Linked DNA regions of Gossypium arboreum: region 2 is linked to region 1. A link is a contact called in public Hi-C data. All regions are on one chromosome and are shown on one strand. Each heading gives the region's core, a stretch centred on a gene start, on an enhancer-like site or on the middle of the called end of the contact. The rest is flanking DNA. Distances are from core to core; before and after follow the strand shown. Region 1 holds the start of LOC108474376 (50S ribosomal protein L15, chloroplastic). Region 2 holds the start of LOC108474594.

Region 1 (7,881 bases), core at 3,181-5,680:
TAAAATATAATTCTTTTAGAACTTTAAAACCAATCAACCAAATCACAAATTTGGCCTGCTTTTTATCTTGCTTTTAGAAAATTAGAATATTGCAAATTAACCACAACTTTTATACAAAATTGAACCAAATCATTGCCACCCGTAAAATACACACCCATCAAACGAATCTAGCCACAACACCACCTAAAAACATTTAACACCCCCAATGCAAAACCTTCTTTAATTCTTAGCAGAAACAACAAAAACTTCATTGCCTCAATATATCAACCACCTTGAAAGCATGACCAAAGAGGTGCCAAAATCTTGTATATAATATCAAACATGGTTAAATGATTAGATAAAGACTTTTAACTGCGTAGGAACTGTGCCATGATTATTAGACCGCTATGAAGATGAGAGCTGAAGGGAATGGGCCAGCTTGTAGGCTGTTTAATGAAGCAAAGAAGGACTACACTGGTGAGCTAAGAACAGACAATACTGCTGAGCTGGGTGAGATGGACGGCAAAGGAATTTAGCTAAGAATTCAGTTATGAACGTGGACCAATGAATTGGTTTACAGCTGTAACTCTGTTATTACTTTTTAGAAATTGCCCACAGTACATGTCCAGTGAACTATGAATTTTCATATGTTTTTGGAATGAAATAACCTTCCTTACCTCATTTCTCTACTCTATCTGATCTACATTCACTCTGGGAAAGCGTAAAACTCGGCAACAAATGGTGGAAGGCACGAAACTTAATACACTGCAGGAGCAGATTCAAGGTTTGCAGAGGCAGATGGAAGCAATGAGAGCTGCAGAGAACACTGTGCCTAAATGGTGGGAGGAGCAGCACAGTGGTATTGAAGCCAAGTTTCAGGAGAACCAGACTTATATGACCAAGATGTTGAATCTGATAATGCAAAAGGGAGATAGATACCTCAGCTGAACTGAATGGTCAAGCAGCTACTTCAACTGTCATCAACAGACGTGATGGTAAGGCTCCTATTGAAGTTACTGTTGTTGATGAACAAGGAAGATATAGCCTCAAACCAAATGAACGAGGAGCGCTTTTTAAGAACCCTACTAGTAGCAATCAAACCCCACTCCTATTTGATACCCCCAAACTAAGTTGAGAGAGCAACATTCTACTGAACCTACTGAAAATCTCGGGTTAGGTGGCTTCTCTCCTAGGCCAGAAATAGAGTTACCTCAATTTGATGGTCATAATCCTAAAGGATGGGTGAAAAAATGTCAAATGTATTTCACAATATTTGCTATTGCTGTGCTTCAAAAATTACAACTAGCCTCAATGTACCTTGTGGGCAAAGCTGAGATTTGGTTTGATGGGTATATAATGGAAAAAAATGTAGTGACTTGGTCAGAGTTTGTGATTGATTTACGTCAAAGGTTTTGTGACAAAACCTGTTCTGACATCATTGAGGAGTTCAACAAATTATCCCAAAAATCCACAGTTGAGGAGTACCAAGAGAAATTTGAGGAACTTTGGCCTCATACGCTGCAACATAAGCCCTCCTTATCAGAAAGCTACTTCATTTCCAGCTTTATAAGTGGGTTAAGAGAGGATCTAAAGCCTAGAACTAAGGCAAATGAACTACCACCTTGAATGCAGCTTTCAGGGTAGCTAAACTACATGAACTTTCCTTGGTGCTTGAGAATAAAAGACAAAAGCCACCATCAGAACCAAATACTACCACCTTTTTCTTGCCAAACCAGAAAAATACAACTCCGTATCATCCCACACCCCAAAAAATATCCATATACAGAATCAAAACCTGAACAAACAAAATCTTATAGACCAAAGGAGCGCCTTGAACCTTTGCTTTGAATGTGGAGAGAAATTTCACCCTGGGCAGTGTTGCAAAACCAAACAGCCTAATTCATTGACTGTTAATGAGACTTTAACAGAAGAAATGGAAGCTAAGAATGACTCCTTGGAGGAACAAGAAGGTGAAGAGGTTAAGGAACAAAAATACAATGAGAAGGAGCTGGAGGTCTCTATGAATGCTTTGACTGGCAATACGGGGCATAACCTACTTAGAATTCAAGGCAGCATCAAAGGTAAACCAGTGAGTATTTTGGTGGTCAGTGGGACCACTCATATCTTTGTGACTCCCAAATGGGCAAAGGAAGGTGTAGAGGTTCAACAAACCAAGCCTTTATCACTTCCAGTTGCTAATGGAAAGATATTATACAGTCTAGCTAAATGTATGCAACTACAATGGAGTATGCAAGGACACCACTTTCAATATGATATGAGAGTCTTACCTCTGGAAGGGAGTGACATGGTGCTTGGGGTAGATTGGATGAGGACATACAGACCACTCGTGTTTGATTTCAAAACCATGACTCTCTCTTTTCAAAAAGATGGTCAGCAAATCACTCTTAAGGGGACAACAAGAGGGCCAACTGAAAATTATTCTGGATAGCAAGCTACAAAAGTCGGTGGAAAAAGATCCCAAGGTACTTGGACAACCTTACTTGCTTAGTAGTGACTATCTAGAAATAAGCACTTCACCTCAGCTACGGCCACTATTGGATTCTTTTGCTGATGTCTTTGAAAAGCCAAAAGGCTTATCCCCTCCAAGGGCACAAGAGCACAGTATTCCACTCAAACTGATCAATCTGCCAATCATCACATGATCTCACCACCAATGGTAACTATTAAACTACTTCCCACATATGAAATAGATGCATATTGTTTGCTTGGAATTCGTCATTGTTTCAAAGTGACAGGCTTTTTCTCTCTCAACTCTTTTATTTTTATTGCTTACTAACTTGATTTTCAAAACCAAGTATTTTGCAAATACTCTTGCTTTTCTAAAAAACATACTAATTCGTTTTAGAACAAATTCCATCCTCCTCTTGTTTGATCAATATACTTGACCTAACTCATTTAAACAAATAGATGATGAAAACCTTTTATATCTAGGAAAACGAAGGGGTACACTGTGAGTCACTATTTACTTCAAAATGAATGTAGTCAATATAAGCGGTTCTATGCAAACTTGGGTAGGAATAACCCTAAAGCAATATTTCACAGTGAAATTGTTAACCATAATAAAAGGCTTCATTTTTGTCTTAAATAATTAGTTCCATTTAGCATATTAAGTTCTCTTATGTTCTTCAAATTCTCAAATGAGGCAATAATGGTAATCATTATCTTGCCCTTTTTACTAGATTCATTCAATTTGATCTCAAAATATATTACAAGAAGGTTAGGCTTTTGTAACACAAATGCAAATGTGAACAAAGCTTTTGGGGCCTTAAGACTAGCCATAGGATAAGCAAGAGCTCCATAGTAACGGATACTACAACTAAGCTTCAAAATAAATTCACAAAAGAAGAAAAAAGAAAATCCTAACAATATGAGTAAGGAAAATCCTTCAAACTCCTCTAAAGCATTATCAGCATCAGAATCTCTACCTTGTAAAACCATCCTCAGATTTTCTCCTTCAACACAATGGATAATTTTGGTAGCTTGGGAGGGGCACTACTAAGGGTAAACGAAGTTTTATTAAAATACTAGAGGTGTTGATAAATTTCAGTAAAAACTGGTTTAGCATTTCAGCTTTTTAGTTACATTGGGAATATCTTCCATAAATATTTGACATGTGCACATTTATATATTTATATTTTCTCCCTAAGACAAGCTTTTTATGCTCCCTACCATAAATGGGAAGAAGAAAATGATTTTACTTATAAACACCCCAGCACCAGCTCCATTATCCCAGGAATTCTAACCCAGAAACCACAATTCCATAATAAAGCATTTGAAGTAAAAATAAATAAATAAAGATTACCTCCGGCAATTCCTCTCAATTTGGGGATACGCCTATAGAGTGGCATTTGGCCACCCTCAAATCCCTTTCTAACACCTGGGCCAGAACGTGATTTTTGACCCCTCATTCCAAACCCACAGCTCCCACCTTGTCCAGCCGATATTCCTCTCCCCTTTCTCTTCCCTTTCTTTCTTGACCCAGGCTGAGGTCCCAGGTTGTCCAACCGAAACCTCATATTAGAAGCTGTAACCGACACTTGGGTTGTTGCTGCTTGGTTCACAACCACTAAAGACCGTGTCCCCTTTCGTGCCTCTACCCCTTGCTGCTTGGTCCTGATACGAATAATGTGAAAAGGGTTTGGTTTTAAATTCCTCAGATTTCCCTGCAACAAATAGGGGCGGAGGGGGAATTCAAGTAAGCAATCCGAAGTGGAACATAAAATAAAAGAGAGAGGGAAAGAAGAACCTTGAAAGTGGAACGAAGAGAGGGTAAAGTTGTGATGGGAGGATTTGGAGAGAGTGAGAGCATGGTTGCCATTGCAGTGAAGATGTTGAAGATGAAATGTAAAAAGCTATGTCATGTATGATTTTAATGCTCAAATGCTTTACACATTGATGTTTGTGGAAACGGATAAGATGTGTAATCTTTAGAGGAGACGAGGGAATTATTTTAGTTTTTAAGGGCATTTTTGTAAATCTATGTTTTAATTCAAATACCGCCGCCCGTACTGCCTTCATGGGCTGGGTATGATTTGGGTGGACTTGGGCTAAATTTTTCAGCCTGATCCAACTCATTTTATTATTTAAAAATAATTATTCAATGATAAAACAGGATATGTTCCATGAATTCTCTCTTTAAACACGAAAATCATTCCTCAAGTCATGTTCCGAGGTCAACCTAACTTTGGAGCCTAATCTTCACATAAGGGTTAGTGTTAGTGTGTTGGCTACTATCCTTAAGTCATATGGAATCAGTAGGCAATGGAAATTTATATATATAATTCATTTGATTTGCTATAGTGGGAATCTGAATGGGAATAGTTATATGTGTGTTTATTTGGTGTATTATATATTATAATTTTGTTTGTCTATTTAGTTTATTAAAAATAGTTTATTTTATTATGTTTTTTAAGATTGGTGTTAAAATCTTTCAAGATAATCTACTAATCATTATTTAAGTATGCTCAATTGCATATCCATCTAATTCACTCATCCTCTTAATCAATTTATAAATTCCATTTTTAAAAAAATATATGAAATTAATTTTTAAAAAATTTAATCAAGGCTTGAAGATTAAGCAACCATAGTTGAAGGGTTTCATTCAATTCGCTCTTCAAATCCATCCAATTTGCTTTAGAATTCCAAATCCATTGTGTCTTGTTTCTTCTCCAATGTGTTTCATGTTCTGGAAATTGGCACTCCAAGGTAGCATCAAAATTGACCCCTTCAAGGATTCCAATTTCTTCTTTTTTTTCCATTTACTTTTATATTTTTGCCGACTTCTAATTCTGAAATCCAGGAGAAACCACAAGCTTTAATCAAGGGTAGCCTCTTTGGTTTTAATGATTTGGTTCATTCCTTGGAGTCCCCAATTTCTTCGGCAATCTCTTCGTCGTCCATATGCTCCTCTAGGTATAAGAAAGGTAATTACATAACTCTAAATGCATGAAATCATCATTTGGATATTATTTAGCTTTCAAAGTTCTAGCTAATAGCGAATCTGGGTAATGCATTAAACATCGTCCCTATTTTGCAAGGAGGGCCAAACTAAATTTAGATAGATTCTTGAATCTCATTCCCCCATCTTCTTTTATATCGCATAGTTTATTCCAATTGCACTAATGAATCTGTAATAGCCCGTTTTTCAGTGGTGTCAAAAATAGTGGTTTCGGAGCCAATAAATTTGACGAATAAGTTCGTAAATATTATTATGAGTCAAATGTGATTTTAAAAAAGTTTTGGATGTGATAATTTATATTATTTAAGCAATTAATTAAGTTCTAGTGGTAAGACCCTAAGGTCAAATGGTTTTAGAAAATGAGGTATTGGAACCTCGTTTCTATAAACCGAGCCGTAAATATTGGAGTGCCATTAAGGTGGTTTTAAAGTTTCGTTGAAAAATTTTAACATTTCGATATTTAATTAATTAAAAAGGACTAAATCGTAAAAGATGTAAAATTTGATCACTATTTGATTTGAGTGATTAAATGGTTAGTTGAATAAAGGAAAAGGGATTTAATTGGTAATTAGACCATTCAAGGAGTTAGTGGACAATTATGGCATGAAATTGGTGTTTTATTTATTTATTAACCAAGGTTAAAATGGTAATTTGATCAATTAAATTAAAATAAATAAAACCAAAATGCTTTATTCATCTTTTTCATTTTCTTCTTCACCAATTGTAAATGGAGAAAGAAGCCATTGTTAACCTTGGAATTTTGACAACTTGAAAAGCTAGCATGGTATTTCATTTTAGGGTCTATTTGTTTACCAGGAAAACATTTTCCGGAAAATGTTTTCCTAGTTTTCCAGTGTTTGTTTGCTTGAAAATCACTTACATTGGTAAAATATTTAGAAACATGGGAAAATGAGGAGGGATTTTGGGGAAAATGTCTTACCGATTTTATTTCTGTAAGACATTTTCCATCTTTCCTCCTCCTTCCGTCCTTCTCTTTCTTCATCCAATTGAACCAGTTCCCTTCCTGAAATAAAGCTCAATGTAACTTTTTTATGCTTTACTCTGTATTTCATTCAATTTGTCACCTCTCTCACTCAAATCTTCTTCTTCCTTTTTTATTCTTTTGTTGAAGAATCTATTTGGATTTTGCATCTGTTTGGAATTTGTATCAGTCTGTTGAAGAATCTTCTTCTTCTTCTTCTTCTTCTATGCTTTATTTAAAATCTATTTGTTTCTGGGTTTTGCATCATTCAGTTTATGCTTGCTCTTCTATTACCCTAGATTTGTTTTTTTTCTTTGATTTTCTGCTCTTATATAATATGCTTCTATCTCTATGAAACATAGAGCCTTTCTTTCTTAGTCAAATTCTTTCCTGACTTGAACCAAAGCAACTCTTTCACCTCTCCATGGACACTATCACTAAACCATAGCTACTTTCATCATTGATCTAGTGGCATTCTATCTTTCATCCCGTAGGCTAGCTGCTTGCTGCCAACGTTTAGCATTCTTCCTTTATGGCATTAACAAAAACAAAGCATTGAGAAAGAGAGGAGGCCATTCCCCTATCTGTTCATTTTTTATTCAATCGAGTCCATAGATATTTGGTAACAAAACACTATCTTCCTTTTCTACTTTCTCTCTTCCAATTTCTTCCATGGATATGTGATAATGCAGTACAATTTTTAGGTGCGGAATATTTGTGTTGTATTATCAAGTTTCAGTTTGCTATAAAGGTTAATTTTGGTATCACCTCTTTTGTGCATGACTTTGGTATTCCCTCTTTGATGCATCAAACATTTTTTCCTTTGCAAATTTCAAGAGGTTGATCTGAGCAGAATTAAATATATATGCTTCCTAGGGGCTCTGCATGTTCACAAATTTGAAACCTTCCTGAAATATTTTCTTTACATCTCAATCACTTTTTCCAACTTCATAATCTTGTGTGATTTAATCTGCTCATGATGCCCTTTTATTAACCTAGTTAAAAATGGAAGTTGGAGAGTTTTGCTTGCAGATACGCGAACAATAACTCAAACACTTCGAGTTGGCGTGTTGCATACTTTTATATTCTCGTCGGTATATTATGACATGTGGTTCATTTTTGCAAAGTAATGTGAGAGGGATAAGGCTCGAGTCCTTGTTCACTGCATGTCAGGAAAAAATAGGTTGATTTTTATTTTACTACTCTATTCTTTTGTTATCCAAGTAATGCACACTGTCGAAACCATTTTTAAATCGAGTTTTGGAAAATGAGAATCGACTTTAAGAAAAACGAAAACGGGAGTCGCCACCAATCTTTTTAGGTGTGATTGGATCACCTTATAAAATGTTTTGTTTTAAAACATTAATTTTGGTCTACGAAAGTCGAGAAAACGGATTCGGGAGTCGTTACGTACGAGGAAGGGTTAGCACCCTCGTAACGC
Region 2 (7,881 bases), core at 1,717-4,216, 510 kb before region 1:
AAAAGTCCTAACAATCTTCAATTAATGACAAAACGATCTTTTAAGGTCTAATGTAATCGGTTGCTACTTGTTAACATTAATATCAAACATAGACTCACGCAAGATTCAAGAACAAGCAACATACTAGAATTAATATACCAAGCTCAAATTTCCTTATAAAACAAGTTGCTAATATAGTATAGTTCCCAGAGTTTCTGTAGAATATCACTAGGCCAAGCGATGGCTGACATCTGAGGTCAAGCCCCAAGACATTTCTTTGATCTTTACGTACATTGTTCCCAACAAATCTATCGCTCCTTCCATTGACACCATACATTCATTACCTGAGCTGTAGCATCATGGAAAAGCGCAAACATAACAAGTACAGTTGTTTATTACAATGTCAATCGAAGTCACACTAGAACAAGATGTGAAACTTATCTGCCTGGCTTCATTAATTGAGTAATTTAACCTTAAGCATAACCAGTCATCCCAACAGTTGAATTCGTTCGATTTGCCTTGTGAGCCGGCATTGTGGTGGTTGCTTTGGCGAAATACATGTAGTAGTATACGTTGAGAATCATTGTGGCAACCACAAACACTGCTCCTGCAATAAAGACACCTTTCCTCAAAGTTTCACAGGAGAAATTCTGGGCATAAATCATTCCACGATACTTGGTGTGATAAGCATTCCTAGTTGCACCCGCTATTAGACATGCTTCTGCAACCAAGAAAGTCAACCTGCAAATGCGGGTGCACAAAAGAATTAGAAGGGAAAAGGATTTCCACAAAAATCTCCTCTGTAGCATGAACATTTGGAATTTCCAAAACAAGCAGGATACACATAAGGTTAAAAGTAATATATACGTACATACATATGTATGTATACATATATGATATGAGCAGAAAGCCACATAGAAAACAAGCAAGAAAGATAATAAAATTCAAATAGAAATCATATTGGTCAAATGGTAGAGAAGGAAATAGTATGGCATATCATAACTGAGACTTCATTAAAACAGGAGGGCAAGGAGCATAAAAGTAGGAAGGTGACTAATCAGAGAAGAGCTTTGGTTGAAGTTCAAAGAGTGATGGATTTATGAACATGATGTGGCATGTCAACCTGAAATACTTACCATGATGAGACAAAATATATGATAGACCAAGCTCGATCACTACCCGGTGCTAATGGCCTCCCAAAACACATGCACTTTGTAACTCCCATCAACAGCGATTCGCCAGAAAGAAGAAACAAGAAAGCACCTACTCCATAGCCAGTGGCAACATCCGAGTTGTAGACACAATATGTAGAATTTGTTATGTCATCTTTAACAACAGTGCCCTGCAATGCAGTAAAGTAAAGGTTAAAAGGTCATAAATTAAACAATGCACATGAGGCTAACCTGATGTTCGGGCTTAAAATATCTCCAGAAGGAGGTTGAAATTTGCCAATAGCGAAGTCATATCCAACCCCTACTGCTTTACAAAATACAATAACTACATACATAGAAATGACCCCAAACCTTAAAACCCTAAACATAGTCCTATCAGCAGCCCAAATTTCTGACCATTTCAAATTAAACAAAAAATTCAGCTACATATCAAGTGCACTAATATTAGAGAGATGTCAGCATGCATATTTCTTTAGTTTCACATTGAAATAATTACGTGCTTCATTAGGTACCTATGCATCACAAGTTTTGGACCTTACAAGAAACTGCACTAGATATTACTGCATTAAATAAGGTTGAAAGAAGCAATGTAAGCCTAATCCACGCTAGGATAAGTGCACGCAAAAGCGCATCTTACTTCATATTGTCAAGTATTTCAACAGATATCTTGCAGACAATGTATTAAGAAGCAGGTGGCTCTTTGCAGGAAATTTAGTATTACCGGCTCAGTACAAGTATGAACAATTAAATAGGTACACTATTCTGTGATTCTTTCTTGTTAAATATGTTTACTATATAGTAAAGCTGGAGATATCTTTTATTGAAATGTCAGAAAAATGATTTTATATTTCCTTCTCTCTGGAGAGTATTGAAGTTAGTGTATAGTGGCTTGTAGGATTAAAAACCAATGAAATAAATTACTGTTTCAAGACAATGTACCATCAGATGCCTCATTCAGATTATGTGAGAAGTGCCATTGCCATAAAAAGAAAGTTTGAAGAAGCGGACATTGACCGGGGAAGGGGGAATGGGAAATCCAGATGCTCAATGTAGAAGCTTCTCAAATTGGCTGAAATTGGGCTTTTACTATTATAACTTTTCTTTTTTTCCTGATAGATCAGGCACAATGTTCACATTATTTTTGAGGGCCATGTGAGTCATGAAAGGAATGAACTAAAATATCATCAATTGAAAGAACAAATAATGTATTTTGAGAGTAAATTAATGAACTTAAACGTAGATCTTCAACAAAAAAATAATTGAAAAAAGAAGAATAATTTAATAACATATTCTACATGTAGAATCATGGAATAAAGAAATAGTTGCAGAGGAGCTGAAACTTAAAACATACCATCCGAACAAAAACCATCAAAATTCACTCTAAAACCCCACAGATCTCTACATATCACACCTCAGAAAGCCTAGTTTCTTTATCAACTCAAAAATCAGATACAAAAATAGTAAGCACTAAAACCCCCCCAAAAAAGAAGATTGAAAGGGATGCTTGAGGTATCTAAAGCAAAGCTGAAAAGAGTAAAGAATGGGCTTACAACGCTTCTTCTTCTCTCGGCTGCAATGGCAAACCCAAATGCGACCAGGCTAAGGACTACCACCAGAAGGTGCACTAGGGTTGAGCCCTTTCCTTCTCCCATCTCTGCTTTGAGCTGACGCAGGCACTGACAGGGTATTGATAAGTGAGGCAAAGAGAGCGGCCCTTGTTTAGCTGCTGCTTTCAGTGAAGAAAATGTGGAATTTGAGCAAAGCAATGTAAACAGAGTAGTAGAAAGCAGTGAAAGGCTATATTTTCCTTTTCCAAAAAGTGTCAACTTTAGACCCACGCCTATTCTATTCGTTCGCTGAATCACGCGCCCTTCAATTACCATGTTTACCAAAGTAAAAAACTTTTTACTGGTTCAACTTTAATTTTAGAGATAAATATTAAAATTATGCATTAATTTTAATTTAATATATAATTATGTACATGAATTTTAATTTGGTATAGTTATGCACGTAAAATTTTAATTGTAATTTAAATTTATACTTAAAATTTTAATTTTAAGTAAATCATATATATTTAAAGAGAAAAATATATCAATTTATTTTTATATTAAATAAATATAATTTTTATGTAATATATAAATATAAAATGATGTTATATCAATAATTGTATTAATAATTTATAAAATTTTGATCAAATCAAAATTTATTACATAAAATTACATAAAATTAAAATTAATATATACAGTTACACGTTAAATTATAATTGATATATAATTTTGATATTTATTCTTTAATTTTATTTTAAACTTTTGTATAAAAATAAAGAATAAAAATACTTAAGAATGAGCAAGAGATGATGGTGATAGTTGGGAACTGGAAACTAATTTGCACTTTGTTATCACGCGGGGTATGCAGTTCGAGATTTTGCTTTTCTTGAAGGAAAATCCTTTTAAGGGTACACGGGACATTTCACCATATTTTATTAGATGGCAAAAGGATTGAAAATCAATCATATTTTTCAAAATAAAAAATCAACTAAAACATTATTTGATAGAGTTGGGGGTAGAGGTGATCATGGGCCGGGTCGGGCCGGGTCCAGACAAAATTTTAGGCCCGTCTATTAGGTTCGGGCTTGGCCCGGCCCGAAATATGGGCCTAAAAATTTGTCCAAGCCCGGTCCGAAATAAAATTACTAAGTCCAAGCCCGGCCCGGCCCGACCCATATTAAATTTTTTTTTTTACTTATTTCATTAAATAAAAATTTTAAAAATATAATAAATCAAATATATTTAAAAATATAAAAATAAATATTAAAAAATAAAAATAATACTAAAGCAATTCTTAAAACAATACATAAATTGACAATATAATAAAAAATAGTTATATTAAAAATTTAAAATGATTAAAAATAAAATAAAAATATATATTAATATATAATTCGGGCCGAGCCGAGCCGGGCCTGAGCCAAAAAACTCTTACCTGTGGCTCGGCTCGTTTTCTAAACGGGCTTCGTTTTTTTGCCCAAGCCCATTTTTCAGGCCTATATTTTTACCCAAACCCTCTCATTTTTCGGGCGGGCCTTCGGGCCTGGCCAGGCCGCCCAGCCCATGATCAACTCTAGGGGGGAATTTAGTAATTAGGTAAAATCGTTGGGTTTTTTTTTTTTTAAATAAAGAATATAGGTTTTCTTTTAGAATAATTAAGTAAACCAATTTTCCATAGTTAATTATCACAGAAGCGAAAGCTCACTGTAGAATGTGTTTTATGTTGAGGCAACATCTCATCTTATAGGTTGTGTTTTTGTCCAATAAGATGCTACGTTTTTATTGTCAAAATATTAACCGTTTAATTTTAAATAATTTCAAATTTGAGTTATTATTTGTAAAAATTGAGATAAATATAATGATTTATACTTTTAGTTATCCTAGGAATCCCAAAAACACTTTTTTTTTTCAATAAAACGCTTCTAATCTCCTATCTTTTTTCAACATTTTCAAATATGTTTCATATCCTACTGTAGAGGTTTCCTACAATATAGAGATGATATGTAGAGACTTTTCAAAGCTTTGGCCTTTGTAGAGAAATATTGCATGCTAATCAGAAGAGTGTTGAAGTTAACAATATTAAGTTCATTTTCTCAAACAAAGTTCATGATTGCTATAGCATAATTTGGCCACTTGCCCCAATAAACTAATTTGTTTAAAGTACGTATATAATTACTTATTTTTGTTACTCTATTTATGATATTTTGATTAAAATTTTGGTATTACAATTTTATGTGTTAATAATTTTATGCCATAACAATATATCAGAATAATAGAGTAATAAATTTTTATTTGTTATGAATATCTTATTAAGTGGATGTCTATTATGATCAAGATAAAGTTTTAATGTACTTTAAATTCTAATAGTTATTAGAATTAGATCACTACTTTTTTTATACTTCTTATGCTTTTAAATAGAAACTCTGATGAAGCATTGTAATCACCCCTTTGATCAATAAAGTACATTCTCTGCTGCTTTCATATTTTCTTTGTTCTTTATTCTCTCCATCTTTCTTTATTTTATAACACGTTATCAGCACGATCTTGCTCAAAGTGATAGTTCTTTTTATCGACGATCAAATTTATCCTCCATGATTTTCAATTTCTTTGATGGCAAGATGCAAAGTTTTTACAGGAAGTTTCTTTTATTTAATGTTTCATATCTGATTATTATTTTTCATTCTTCTTTAATTATATGTGATCATTGTTTTGATTAACTTATTTTACTTGTTCTTAAGGATGGTGAAAGATTTGATATCGTTATCTATATGAAATTAAGAATATTTTCAAACTATCTCATACCTTCTAGTGATGACGATGATGTTAAAGACCTTCAGGTATATTTTACTATGTTTTATTTATTGTTTATAATAATTGGAGACTAATCATGACAACATACATAGATAGATTTTGATTTGAAATCTCACGCATGTTTGCGATGGTAATTATGAAATAAAGAATCTATTGGGATGTTTATAAGTCTGTCCTACTAGATTTGTTGCATTCTCCGAAGTGAATGTAAACATAAAGAAAATATAACATATACTAATGGACCACTAAAAGTGGGAACATAGTAATAAATAAGAGAACAACGAGAATTCTCAAGATAACTTATGTTATCAATATGTGATATGAAATATTATTGGCCACATATGTGGCGTATGCCCAAATATTTTGTTTCTGTTAATATCCTTTGAGGAAGGATATAAAAATGTAGGAATGAATTTTATCATTATGGATAGAAAATATTTATCTTATTTGGTATTGAAATAAACAAATATTATCTCAATATTTGATAGTATAAAATTAGTTGAAAGCTCCAGAAGAGCTAATATATCACTATCTAAAAAGCACAAAATTTGTGATGGTTAATTCATTACTTTTAAAAGTTATTTGTAATAGATCTCATATTGAGATTGTGAATGAGGAAAATATTATATTTCATATGAATAAAAAGGGATTGAGTTATTAATTTATAATCTTTATGATATTCTTTTGCCATCATCCCTATTAAAGGGTTGAAAGCAAAATATTTGATTGTGAAAGATATACTAATGAGTAATAGAATATGATAATTCTATCTAAAGCTTATTATGGTTGGACGTATCTAAAGTTGCAAGTATTTTTTAAAAACTGTGAGTATAAACTCTACAGTATTCAGAATAAGTTTTCAATTAAAATTATGTGATAAAATATTACTGATGAGAACTTGCAAGAGAGAAAACTTATGTATGAAAAGTCATTGGTTTTGTATCTGTTATACACATGGAAAATAAGATTCACTCTCAAAGTTTGCTATTAATAGATTTTTGTGCATTTGAAGATTTTGACATATTCCCTGAATCGAATATTGCATACAATTATTTGGAAATTATATTTATTGACTTGGTGGCATTATAGACTTTACATTGATTTAGACATTTTCAGTAGTAAATGTCACAATAGTACTTATATGTGGATACAAATTAAAAGGAATGATAATAAAATTATCAATTTGTTACAATTTAGTACAATTGAAACACACGCTAGAAGTTTACTAATACAAATGCGTTTACTACTTGGTGTGACCAGTTAAACCATCCAAGATCATAAATGATGCGAAAATTAATTGAGAATTCATATGGACATTCAATTAAAGAATCAGAAGATTCTTTAATTTAAAAAATTATCATTTGTTATTTGTTCTCAATGAAAATTGATTATTAGAAACTCACTAGCTAAAGTTGAGATTTAATGTTTTGCATTTCTGAAATGAATATGGGCCCATTCATCCACCATGTGGATGGTTTTGATATTATATGATTTTTGTAGATGGATCTACAAAATAATCACATTCATTGTCAACTTGCAACTTGTCGTTTGTGAGATTGCTTTTTTAAATAATTAATTTCAGATTATGCAATTAAAACAATTCATCTTGCTAATGTTGGTGAGTTTACATTCCAAGTTTTTAATGATTATTGCATGTCAATTGGGATAAAAGTTGAACATCATATAGCTCATGTTCACAGACAAAATGATTTAGCTGAATTGTTTATCAAATGCTTCCAACTAATAGCTAAACCATTACTTATGAGAACTAAACTTTCTATTTCAACATGAGATTATGTTGATTTACGTGTTGTACGCATCAAGCCAATAGGTTATAAATACTCCCCATTACAATTGGTTTTTGATCAATACCTAAATATTTCTCATCTTTGAAGTTTTGTATGTGTTCTAATTGCTTCACCACAATGCACAAAGATGAGTGAATCCTGAAAGAAAGTTGGGAATATATATTAATTACAAGTTTATTTGTGATTACAATTTTGATTCGATAGTTTTCCCTACATTAGGGGGAGAAAATAATAATTTGTAATGAGTTAGGGGGAGAATAATTTGAACTAGAAGTTCAATAAGGATAACTCATTACAAGTTAACTGTTAGATGTATTTACAAACTTAATGAGAATAACCAAGTGTTATATACCATCTAATATTTTAATTTGATTCAAAGTCCCAGTAGGACAATCAATTGGAATAAATAATAGATTGATCGGTTCCAAATATGAAAATTATTCTAGATGGTCATATAGTGGAGGCGGGTGCTCCAGAAGAGACCCAAGACATAACTAATAAGTAAAACTTTAGAAGAGATTCAAGTATCTAAAATTGAATTTTAAAATAATGAAAATAAGAGATATT

Evidence for each region. A called contact is a pair of places that touch in the nucleus more often than the background predicts.
Region 2: a Hi-C map of leaf shows a contact between it and region 1, with 2.8 times the contacts expected there. The contact joins the promoter of LOC108474594 here to the promoter of LOC108474376 in region 1. A contact is called at or near these places in 2 of 5 Hi-C or Micro-C datasets (both in leaf).

Annotation. Positions count from the first base shown.
Region 1 is chr3:11,067,254-11,075,134 of ASM2569848v2, reverse strand. LOC108474376 (50S ribosomal protein L15, chloroplastic) reads right to left here and starts at 4,430. Exons shown (of 4, transcript XM_017776283.2): 1 at 4,247-4,430; 2 at 3,803-4,163. The coding sequence starts at 4,318.
Region 2 is chr3:11,578,624-11,586,504 of ASM2569848v2, reverse strand. It overlaps LOC108474594, which reads right to left and starts at 2,966. Exons shown (of 3, transcript XM_017776567.2): 1 at 2,702-2,966; 2 at 1,116-1,321; 3 at 105-720. The coding sequence starts at 2,803. The coding sequence ends at 453.